2 separate regions of the Zea mays genome follow, and region 2 is linked to region 1. The links are chromatin contacts, called in public Hi-C maps. All regions are on one chromosome and are shown on one strand. The core of a region is the stretch at or near the end of the contact, and the rest is flanking DNA. Distances in the headings are between cores, read along the strand shown. Region 1 has its middle 14 kb from the start of LOC118476197. Region 2 holds the start of LOC100192744.

Region 1 (4,897 bases), core at 604-3,103:
GTTGGACGCGCGCGCGTCGAGAGTGGCTCCGTCTGGCAGAGCAACTCCATGAACCGTTCGAGTAATTCGTCACGGATGTGCGGAACGGTAGCCGTGCGAGCTCGCCCATTGGATTATGGCGAGCAGGCGGGCCGAAGGCACAACTCCTTGCATCTCCATATGCCCCTGCCAAATGTTGCTTTAACCTCTTTATCCCTCCACTAACAACCTGACCACATAGAGTGCATTCCACCTTATCTTTATTTTGAAGATCTGGCCAAAATCCGTACTTCCACCCTGGATCAGTAGACTTCTGTGGCTTCCGAGTAGGATCGCTCTTCGGGTCGTACTCAGCAGCCACAGAAGATGGAGCTACATTTGGAGAAGACATTGTGTTGTCGCTACTTGCTGCAGTCTTGACAGAAACCTGAAACCAGGGTACTCGCTGCACAGTCTTGAGTTCTTGACACTTGACAGAAACCTGAAACCAGGGTACTCACTGCACAGTCTTGAGTTCTTGACACTTGACAGAAACCTGAAACCAGGGGAAGCAGGGGAGGAGGAACACCATTCTTGAGTCTTGACAGAAACCTGAGAGAAAGCAGGGGAGGAGGACCTACCAGGGAAGACCTGCCGCCGTGCAGGGAGGGGCGCGCCCAGGGAACAGCAGCCACGCGCAGGGAGCAGCAGCCGTGCGCAGGGAGCAGGGAGGAGCCGCGCGCACAAGGAGCAGCAGCCGCGCGCACAGGGAGGAGCAGCCGGCGCACAGTGAGGGGCTGCTGCGCGCGCACAGGGAGGGGCTGCCGCGCGTGCACAGGAGGCCGCGTCCAGGAAGGTGGCGCCGCCGCCGCAAGTGCCGTCCAGGGAAGGTGTGCCCTAATCAATTTCTCTATTTCCTTATCTATTCCCCTCTGCTTCCTACTTTCCTTACCTATTCCCGCGCCAAAACGTGCGCCAATTTGGGCTCTGCGCACGCGCGGCGACTACGGCCAACAACCCCAAGGTCAGGCGTCACCCAGGGGAAGAAGGCGTCGCCCAGTCGCCTACCTCGCTAAGGCGGACGCCATGCTCGTTCTTACCTGGGCGGTGCCGATGCCTAGCAAAATCTAGCGCCTGGACGCCTAGGCGTCGCCTAGGCGATGCCTTTTAAACCATGCTCTAGAGTAATTTTTTTCTATTGTTTCGTACCTTGGAGGACCGTCATAGATGACAAAACCACTTCCAAATCCAGTTCTCTTTCCTCTCTTGTCAATGATGGTAACGATACTGCTCCGGCAGTCTCTGGCTTCCAAGCGAGTGAAGATATCCGGAGCGTATTTCATCATGTCGTCGTCCTGCAGATCACATAGATAAGATGTCAATTTTCATTTTCGTCCCAAATAAGTTCCTACAGAAAACAGAGAAAATAAACTGAGGCATTTTCAAAAGATGACATACAAGCTTCTGTTACCGGATTCAGCTTCCATACACCCAGTATTCCATGTCTCACAACTAAAAGAGCACATTCCAGACCACACTCCGGTGTTTTCTGACTTGCCACCAGCAGTTTTTTCAGAGACAAATCCTCCGGATCCAGAAAGCATTTTGGACAGGCGTTTGGTGAGAAAAGGTTCAGCTGCTGTTACTCAAATCCTGATCAAGTGGGCAGGTCTTCCTACGGAGATGGCTACCTGGGAGGATTACAATGTGCTACGAACCAAGTTTCCCGCTTCTACCATCTGGGGACCAGCTGGTTCTTCAGGAGGGGCACTGTCATGGCGTCGCCGGCACAGGAGAACTAACAGGAAGGGAGCCGCCAGGCGGGATTGTTCTGAGACTGATCTTGTTTGATTGTTGGGCCGGATTTGGGCCTTGTAATTGGCGTATAGGCCATATACATAAATACTGTAGCAACCTGGTCAAGAAATAACAGAACAACAAATCCCCACCATACCTCTGTCTTCCCTCTTCTCTGCTGCTTCTTCCCGCATCTTCTTCCCGAAATCTCCGGTGATCGCCGGTGGCTCGCCGTCGGATATCACACGCGGGTTGGGGATCGCGGGCCGGGGCGGTGGGACTGAGCAACAGTGCAGGCGGTGGCGCGTTCGGCGGCGGAGGTGAAGGGCAGCTTTGCTAGAGGAGGAGGCCATAGGGGTGGGCAGCGAGGGCGGCGGTCGCGGACGCCGGGCGGGGAGGGGATGGGCGGGGGCGCGGTATCGCTAATTCGCTACTGTGGGCGCTACTTTGCTTTAATAGTAGTAGTAAAGTAATAAACTAATAATAGGGACTAGGGGTTTTCTTGGGGTTTTAGAGCCGAGGTCTTCCTGCTCCTCTCTAAGACACTAGACTAGTGCCGAATGAATGCCGAGGCACTCCTGCTCCTCTGTCTTCGCCGTCACCGAGGTACGAGGAATTGGTGGCCAGCCGGCCGGCCAGAGGAGCGTATGCGATCGATGCGACAAGTAAAAGATGAGCCTTTTCTCAACCTCCCGTTGTGCCATGGGAACCGAGGATGCAAGGCGGGCCGGGCGGAGCCGAATGAATGCCGAGGCACTCCTGCTCCCTGGCTTCGCCGTCACCGAGGTACGAGGAATTGGTGGCCAGCCGGCCGGCCAGAGGAGCGTATCTGCTTATGCGATCGATGCGACAAGTAAAAGATGATCCTTTCTTCTTCCTCAATCTCCCGGTGTGCCATGGGAACCTGCGACTCTGCGAGGCGGGCCGGGCAGAACCGAATGAATGCCGAGGCACTCCTGCTCCTCTGGCTTCGCCGTCACCGAGGTACGAGGAATTGGTGGCCAGCCGGTCGGCCAGAGGAGCGTATCTGCGTATGCGATCGATGCGACAAGTAAAAGATGAGCCTTTCTTCTTCCTTAACCTACCGGTGTGCCATGGGAACGGAGGATGCAAGGCGGGCCGGGCGGACTCCACGAGCGGTGACTCTCGACGTAGTCAGAGAGAGAGAGAGAGAGAGAGAGAGAGAGAGAGAGAGAGAGAGGGTGGTATATACCTCCATCCCTGTCGTGCTTCTCGGCTGCAGTATGCGATCAGCGGAGAGACAGCGAACTGCTCACCGGACGAGAGGGCGAGAGGGCAGAGGAGGAGAGGAGGAGAGGGAGTAGTGCCTGGTTGGGGTTTTGAGATGGGTGGCGTTGCCTGAGCACTGAACATTACCGTGACCCCTGCCCCTACTTTTTTCCACTTTGGGAAGAAGAAACCTGACACGTTTGGGGCCACAGGGCAGTGAGAGAAGGGGTATGGGGTATCAGAGACCAGGGCTGGGCAATCGGTTTACTTATTCGGTTCGGTTTTTTCGGTATAAGGAAAGTTCAGTTTTCAAATTTAGACAACCGTTCGGTTAGGGAATTTTATAAAAAACCGGGGATTTCGGTTTTCGGTTTCATCGGTTTGGTTTTCGGTTATTTCGGTTTTCAGAAATTGGAGAACCTTACCAGATAAACTGCATACGACATACAGGTAACAAGTTTCAAATAAACTGCATACGACATGCAGGATTACAGGTAGTAAGTTTCAAGCATACTGAACTGATGGAACTGAACGTCTGAACCTTAATCTTGTAAAGCAACAGCATACCGAACTGAACTGAACGTCCGAATGTTCGAACTGGACATCGCATACAGCAACAGCATACTGAACTGAATGTCTGAACCTTACTCCGTACAACATACATGTAGTAAGTCCCGCTCATATGAACATTAGTAAACTGAAATAGCAAACTAAAAGTTAGTCTTACAGTCTTAGTAAACTGAAATAGCAATCTGTTCACATGATCAGAAATAGAAACTGTTCACATGGTCTTACAGTCTTACAGGCCAACTTAAATAACTCAAATAGCAAACTGAAAGTTGTGAACAACCACACAGGGCAACAACAAGTCCATAAAGAGCACCAAGCCAACATGCAGGCTGCAACACTAGAGCACCAAGCCATCAAGAGCAACATGTTATTAGCCTACAACCAAGAACAGAATCGAACAAGATGTGATTAGTTAACAGTTAGGAATAAGATTATGACTGAGTAGGAACAAGATGTGATTAGTTAACAGCCTACAAACAAGATGTGCATTTTTCATACCAAGTTGACAAGTTTATGACTGAGTAGGTGTGTCCTCCTTATTCTTGTCCTTAGAAATGTTCAGTCCTTCAAGTTCTGCAATTAGAGAACAAAATTACCATTGCGCTATTATAATTCATTATTCATCAAACAAGAAAGATACACAGTTCACATCTAAACTTATTTACCTTCCTCAAGCTTGGCAATTTGTTCGGTGTCCTCTTTAACACTAAAAACATTGGATCCACGAATCCAATCATTAGCACAAATCAGGCGCTCAACCATTGTTGGTGTTAGTGAGCTTCAAAAGTCATCGAGTGTTCTTCCGCCTGCACTAAAAGCTACTTCGGATGCAACTATTGCCAAGCTTAAACCCTAAACCCTAAACCCCCGCAGTCAGCCAGATTTTGGTAGTTTTTACAAGGAAGGGGCAACGACCATATGGCCCCTTAAAAGGATCCCCTAGGCGTTCCTTTTCAGTAACCAAGCATACCAAGAGCTACTCTTCACTCTGACATTCTGCCACAACACATTCTAGCTGTTTTAGTGAGATCTAAGCGTTGTTCTAGAGCCATTCTTGTGACTTCTTGTGTTTACGCTCTTGACATTGCGTTCTTGTGTTGTGTGGCTGGTTTTGACTCTTGTGTGTATACTCTCTCCCCTCTCTTGTGCTAAAGTTATAACTCTGATCTTGTGTACGGCTGCAAGAGACTCCAGTTTGTGGAGATTCCTTGCGAGAAGGATACTATTGATATAAGAAAGATCGTGGCACTCAAGTTTGATCTTTGGATCACTTGAGAGGGGCTAAGTGCAACCCTTGTCCGTTAGGACACCACAATGTGGATGTAGGCAAGCATTTCACTTG
Region 2 (4,897 bases), core at 882-3,381, 290 kb after region 1:
GCTAGTAAGAAAGTTAATGGCAACTTTATTTTATAAATCGATTAGGGGATCGGAAAGGGGAACCCGAGAGTTACATCATTCTTTCTATCTGTTGTTGTTGTGGCATCCAACATCAACAGCACTAGATATACTCCAAAAGCTAGCTAGCTAGCATTCCTTCCGGCGGCCAGCTGTTTGTTTAAAGCTAGCTAGCTAGCAGAGAGAGATGGATCACTTGTTCTTGCACTCCCTGCTGTCGTCTGTGTATATGATCCGGCTGGCCAGGAATCTATCACTTCATCATCGAGTCGAATCGCATACATATATATATGTGGCTGGTACGACAGTTTCACTTGGTGTGATTTTGCATGCTGTTTCAAATCTAGGTATAAAAAGCTCTCCGATCATCAGTCAGATCAGGTGTGGTACGGTTGAGTGCAAGTCTTTTTGAGACAATTTGTTAACTGCTAATTTTTTAGATAATGATTTGTTAACTGGCTATCTGGCTAGCTATTATTACCTTAAATATAATGCTAGATAAGGATGACAGCGCGACTATTTACGGTAGGTATAGTATAGCCTTTCGAATGTCGGCGTCTTGAGAGATTTGGCCCATTTAAAATGATGTCTGGAAAGTTCAAAATCTATCAGATGGAGACTTGCAGTACGTGTACGAAAGCTTCTTTGAACCCGTATTGTGTGCAGTGCAATCGGATTTCAGTAAGAAAAGCATCTCAGTATATGATTTTTTTTTTGATAGGAAATAAGTGTAACAATGGGCTGCGGTATTTGGAGGATGGGCTCATTTAATTTGGTTGCTGTTGGGTCGATTGGGCCAGCTACCAGAGACAGAGACAGCGAGTACGTGATATATAGTCATGAGAAGAGCACGTGTCCGTAGTTTTGAAAGATGTCGTTGACGATGATCCTGTAGGCTCTCTCTGTTGGGTGGTAGCTGTCGAAGAAGACGTGTTGCGAGACGTCGTCGCAGACGGAGACGAAGCGGGAGTCACATAGCCCCGTGACCTCGATGGTGCCGGTGCCGCAGCATCCCCTGGTGGTCTCGGAGAAGCCGTACTCCTCCCCGCGCTCCATGAGGTGGTCCAGGATGCGGTAGATGTCGAGGAAGACGACCAGCACGTCGGCGTCGGCGTCGGCGTTGTTGTTGTTGTTGAAGGCGGCGATCATCTCCTGGGCCCTGGCGTTGTACAGCAGCGCCGCCTCGTTTCGCTTGGGCTCGCAGGCCCTGGTGGCGAGGCCGCCCCCGAGCGTGCGCTGCGACGGCACGCAGCCCACCGGCGGCATCCCCACGAAGCCGATCCTCCTGGCGCCCCTGGAGCTGACGACCAGCTCGCGGAGGAACTCCTCGGCGTGGCCCACCAGCAGGTCCACGTAGCCCGGGATGTCGTACTCGGCGCTGCGGAACGGCGTGGTGAAGTAGGTGTTGGCCACGTCGTCGGTGCCGGCGCACACCAGGAACAGCGCGCCCTCGATGATCCGCGCCGTCTCGGCCTCGCCGGCGATGTCCACCAGCCTCCCCCGGTACTCGTCGAAGTAGGCGAGCTGCTGGTCCATCGAGATGACGCTGACCACGACGGGAGTCAGCGGGTCGAATCCGGTGGCGCCGGACGCGAAGCTGACGCCGGTGAGAAGGTCATCGGGGCTCAGGTCCACGCCCAGGTAGGGCGGAAGCAGCTGCTTCACGCCGAGCTGCTGGGCTGGGCGCAGCTAGCATGCATGTGTTTAATGTTTGTTTGTTTGTTAATTATATATATAATATGCATCAGACAGACGAGACGACGACGGAGGCATAGCATAGCATAGCATACCAATGAGGTCTGTTGGTATGAGGCCGTTGGAGTAGCGTCCGGTGGCCTCGTGGTTCAACATGTCCATGCCGTAGGGCGGATGGTTGGCCTTGATCAGCGTGTGCAAACCATTGTTGTTCCCCGGATCCACGATGGAGTCGCCGAACACGATCACCGCCGTCACAACCTGCTGCTGCTGCTGCGACGACCACCTCGCCTGCAGCAGCAGCAGCACGAGGGGGAGGAGGAGAACGAGCGGCGCCGTCGTAGCCATGGTCGATCGCTGCCGTCGCCACCACCACCACCGCATACCCTCTCTGCTTATTATATAGTATACAAAAATGCATGTGTGGTTATTGCTGGATGCTGACACGCACGTACCAGGCGGTTGAGAGTTGCATGATGACAGACAACTGCATTGGATGCATGATCACTCACTCCACCTGCCATACTGTTACTAACTAATTCAATGCGTAATGAAACGAATCAAGAGTTCGCATGTCAGATGACAGGGACCCGTATCCGTCTAGTAAACAGCGACGACGATGGCTTGGTTTGGTAGATCAAACAGGACGCGGCTGATTTCAAGTCTGCATACGTGTCTTCTGCTGCTGCTGCAGAACAGGACCACGCAATCTCAGTCTCCATCATTCACAGCCACCATAATACCATACAAGGCCAGCACAGCAGAATGAACAGGGAGCAAACATTATCTAACATCTTCTTCTTACTTTAACTTAACGCCACCACAAAAACAAAACAAGTCAAACTCCCTCACTCTCCCAAGTCAGAAACTTTCAGCTCCTCCATAAAAAAAATAAAAAAAAAACCTGAAGGTCCTACAACATCCATCCCGATGAAGACTAGTTCATCGCAACACCAGAATACCATCCTGTGAAAACAAAGCCGCCCAGGGCCGCTACGCTAGTCTTCAATTGACTTCTTTTTCAGTCTTCAATAGACTTGTTTTTTCAGTCTTCCATGTCATCTGAGGCGCCTCCAGATGTAACCACCGCCTTCCTTCTCTGCTGCTTCACCAGCTGCCCTACCCCTCCGCCTGAATACCACAAGGTAAAGCAAAATCTTATCTACCTGACCCCCGGTAAACACATTCGCCTGTCAGTCTAACACGCCCCTCATGAGTCATTATCACACCTCGTCCAAACCCCCCCCCCCCAACCAACCCCAAAAACCCGAAAAAAAAGAAGAAACTATCATTTGTGCTCTGGCACAAAACCCCTGCAGTCATGGTGTGAAGGCGAGCCACTGTCTTATTGCAACTCCTGCTGACCAGAACTGTCTTCAGCTGCCGGTTCCTTACCAGAAGGCGATCCGTTCTGGACGACATCATGATGGTTCAGCTCCTCTGCGCCAGTAGAGCTAGCGGATTCATGCAGACCCATGCCTCCTAGATGTGATGTCAGGTTATTGACATTAGGTCTTGATACAGATGCTAATCTTGACGGGGCATCAGGATTGCTCTCGCGAGGGATCACCCATTTCTCCCAGTCTCCGTGCTTCCTGATTTTATTATCCTGCATTAACAAACACACAGCGACCTATATAAGCACACTAAATTTCAGATCTCAAAGGTCCAAGTCATTCAGGTTCAGGCATAAAATGTCAAACCACAAATTCCTACCCGTGTCTCCAAGATGGCATGTCACAAATTTGAAAGCACAAACCAAAGGGAATTAAGTACAGCAGGACAGTGCACCAGAATTTTTGCTGCTCCCATGATGAGGGTAAGTAAAGCATGGACACATTACTTGTACAATGATTATCTGTGGGCACCACTAAAGAACAATATTTTCCTGAGATTAAACCTAAACAACAGAATATACCTTCATTTCCAGTACAGATGAGGACTGCACCGTCTCTTTTATATATTGTAGGTCCTTCTTCAGCCCTTGGACCTGCAGAAAACAATGATCAGCATAGTTAGCACACTCCTCAAACATACTCATGATGAAACATATCATGTTTTAAGTAGCGCCCTAGCTTTCCTTCAGCGCCTTGTACAGAAGGTTCGACTAGTGGCAAGGTGGGGATGTGGCTGTACGTAAGGTGCATAGACACAACATTGAACAGAACCAGAGGAGGCAAGATAGAGCAGAAAGGTGATGGATCATAGCATGAACCCACAGACAACAACCAACAGGATGCCTAGACATCATTGTGACAACTATACCACATAAATCATCAATAAAAATATGTGGTAGCACTGTAATACCCAAATAGCGCATTTATACAGGAATGCAAGTAGCAAAGAACCTTCCATGAACTGTCAAATGTATTAATTTAAAACAATAGATCTGTCCCTTCTGTACAGGGATTAACAAAGACAAGTGCTTAATCAAACTAACACATGAATTCAGCACAGGCATTCTAATCAGATTTTGATTTCTTTAGTATTTTAAGAGGGGGTTCTAGGGTCTATGGATGGATATATTTCAGATCACTTGCTCACTGGTTTAGAAACCAAATGCAGTCACTTCCCTTCAAGTAAATCATAAACCATCCAGATCACACAAGATCAGCTTCCACTGATTATTTTTCCCATGAACAAGGCCCGATAATAACAACTACTGTTATGCAGAAAGTATATTTGGATATTAAATAAAGGAGTTCAAGCCAATATAATATGGACCATAGCACATCTTTTCAAGTTAAATCTAAACCATCCAGATCACATATAGCGAAGAGCACATGGAAGCTTAAGATGTCAACAATCAACACCAAAAAGATCACTTTCCACTGGCCATCTGCTCGTTAATGCATAAACATGTTCTTACAATAAAACTAGTATTGTGCCGCAAAAGGTAGATCTGGAATAGAGTAGGAAAGAATTTCAGATATATCAGTCCAACCACAATAATATAAAAAACTAGATAGGTTGGTATCAACAGTTTTAATAACGCTTACGCATAAATAAGGTCATTGCTATTTCAAAATTGAAACACATGAAACGATGATTCACAACATGTGGTGCACATGAGCATGTACTTGTTACAATAAAAACAACGAAGTTGCAGCCTACAGTGACAAACCATTGCATTCAACAGGAAACTGTTATCATTTTTGGGTTAAAAATGAACAATTACTGTTAC

What was found. Hi-C and Micro-C count contacts between places; a contact is called where the count stands out from the background.
Region 2: a Hi-C map of ear shows a contact between it and region 1, with 6 times the contacts expected there. The contact joins the promoter of LOC100192744 here to the enhancer-like site in region 1. A contact is called at or near these places in 4 of 25 Hi-C or Micro-C datasets (bundle sheath, ear, leaf and 1 more).

The regions. Positions count from the first base shown.
Region 1 is chr1:306,727,983-306,732,879 of Zm-B73-REFERENCE-NAM-5.0, forward strand. No RefSeq gene overlaps it. Among protein-coding and RNA genes, the nearest start is that of LOC118476197, 14 kb to the left of the region's middle. Within about 2 kb of position 1,854, at least 15 of the 20 cell types and tissues checked have an H3K27ac peak or open chromatin away from gene starts, as enhancers often do. A contact at or near this core is called in ear, leaf and tassel, where this site is marked.
Region 2 is chr1:307,017,958-307,022,854 of Zm-B73-REFERENCE-NAM-5.0, forward strand. It overlaps LOC100192744, which reads right to left and starts at 2,132. Exons shown (of 2, transcript NM_001358545.1): 1 at 1,809-2,132; 2 at 679-1,697. The coding sequence starts at 2,097. The coding sequence ends at 856. LOC100384071 reads right to left here. Exons shown (of 6, transcript NM_001176671.2): 5 at 3,632-3,703; 6 at 2,501-3,322. The coding sequence ends at 3,059.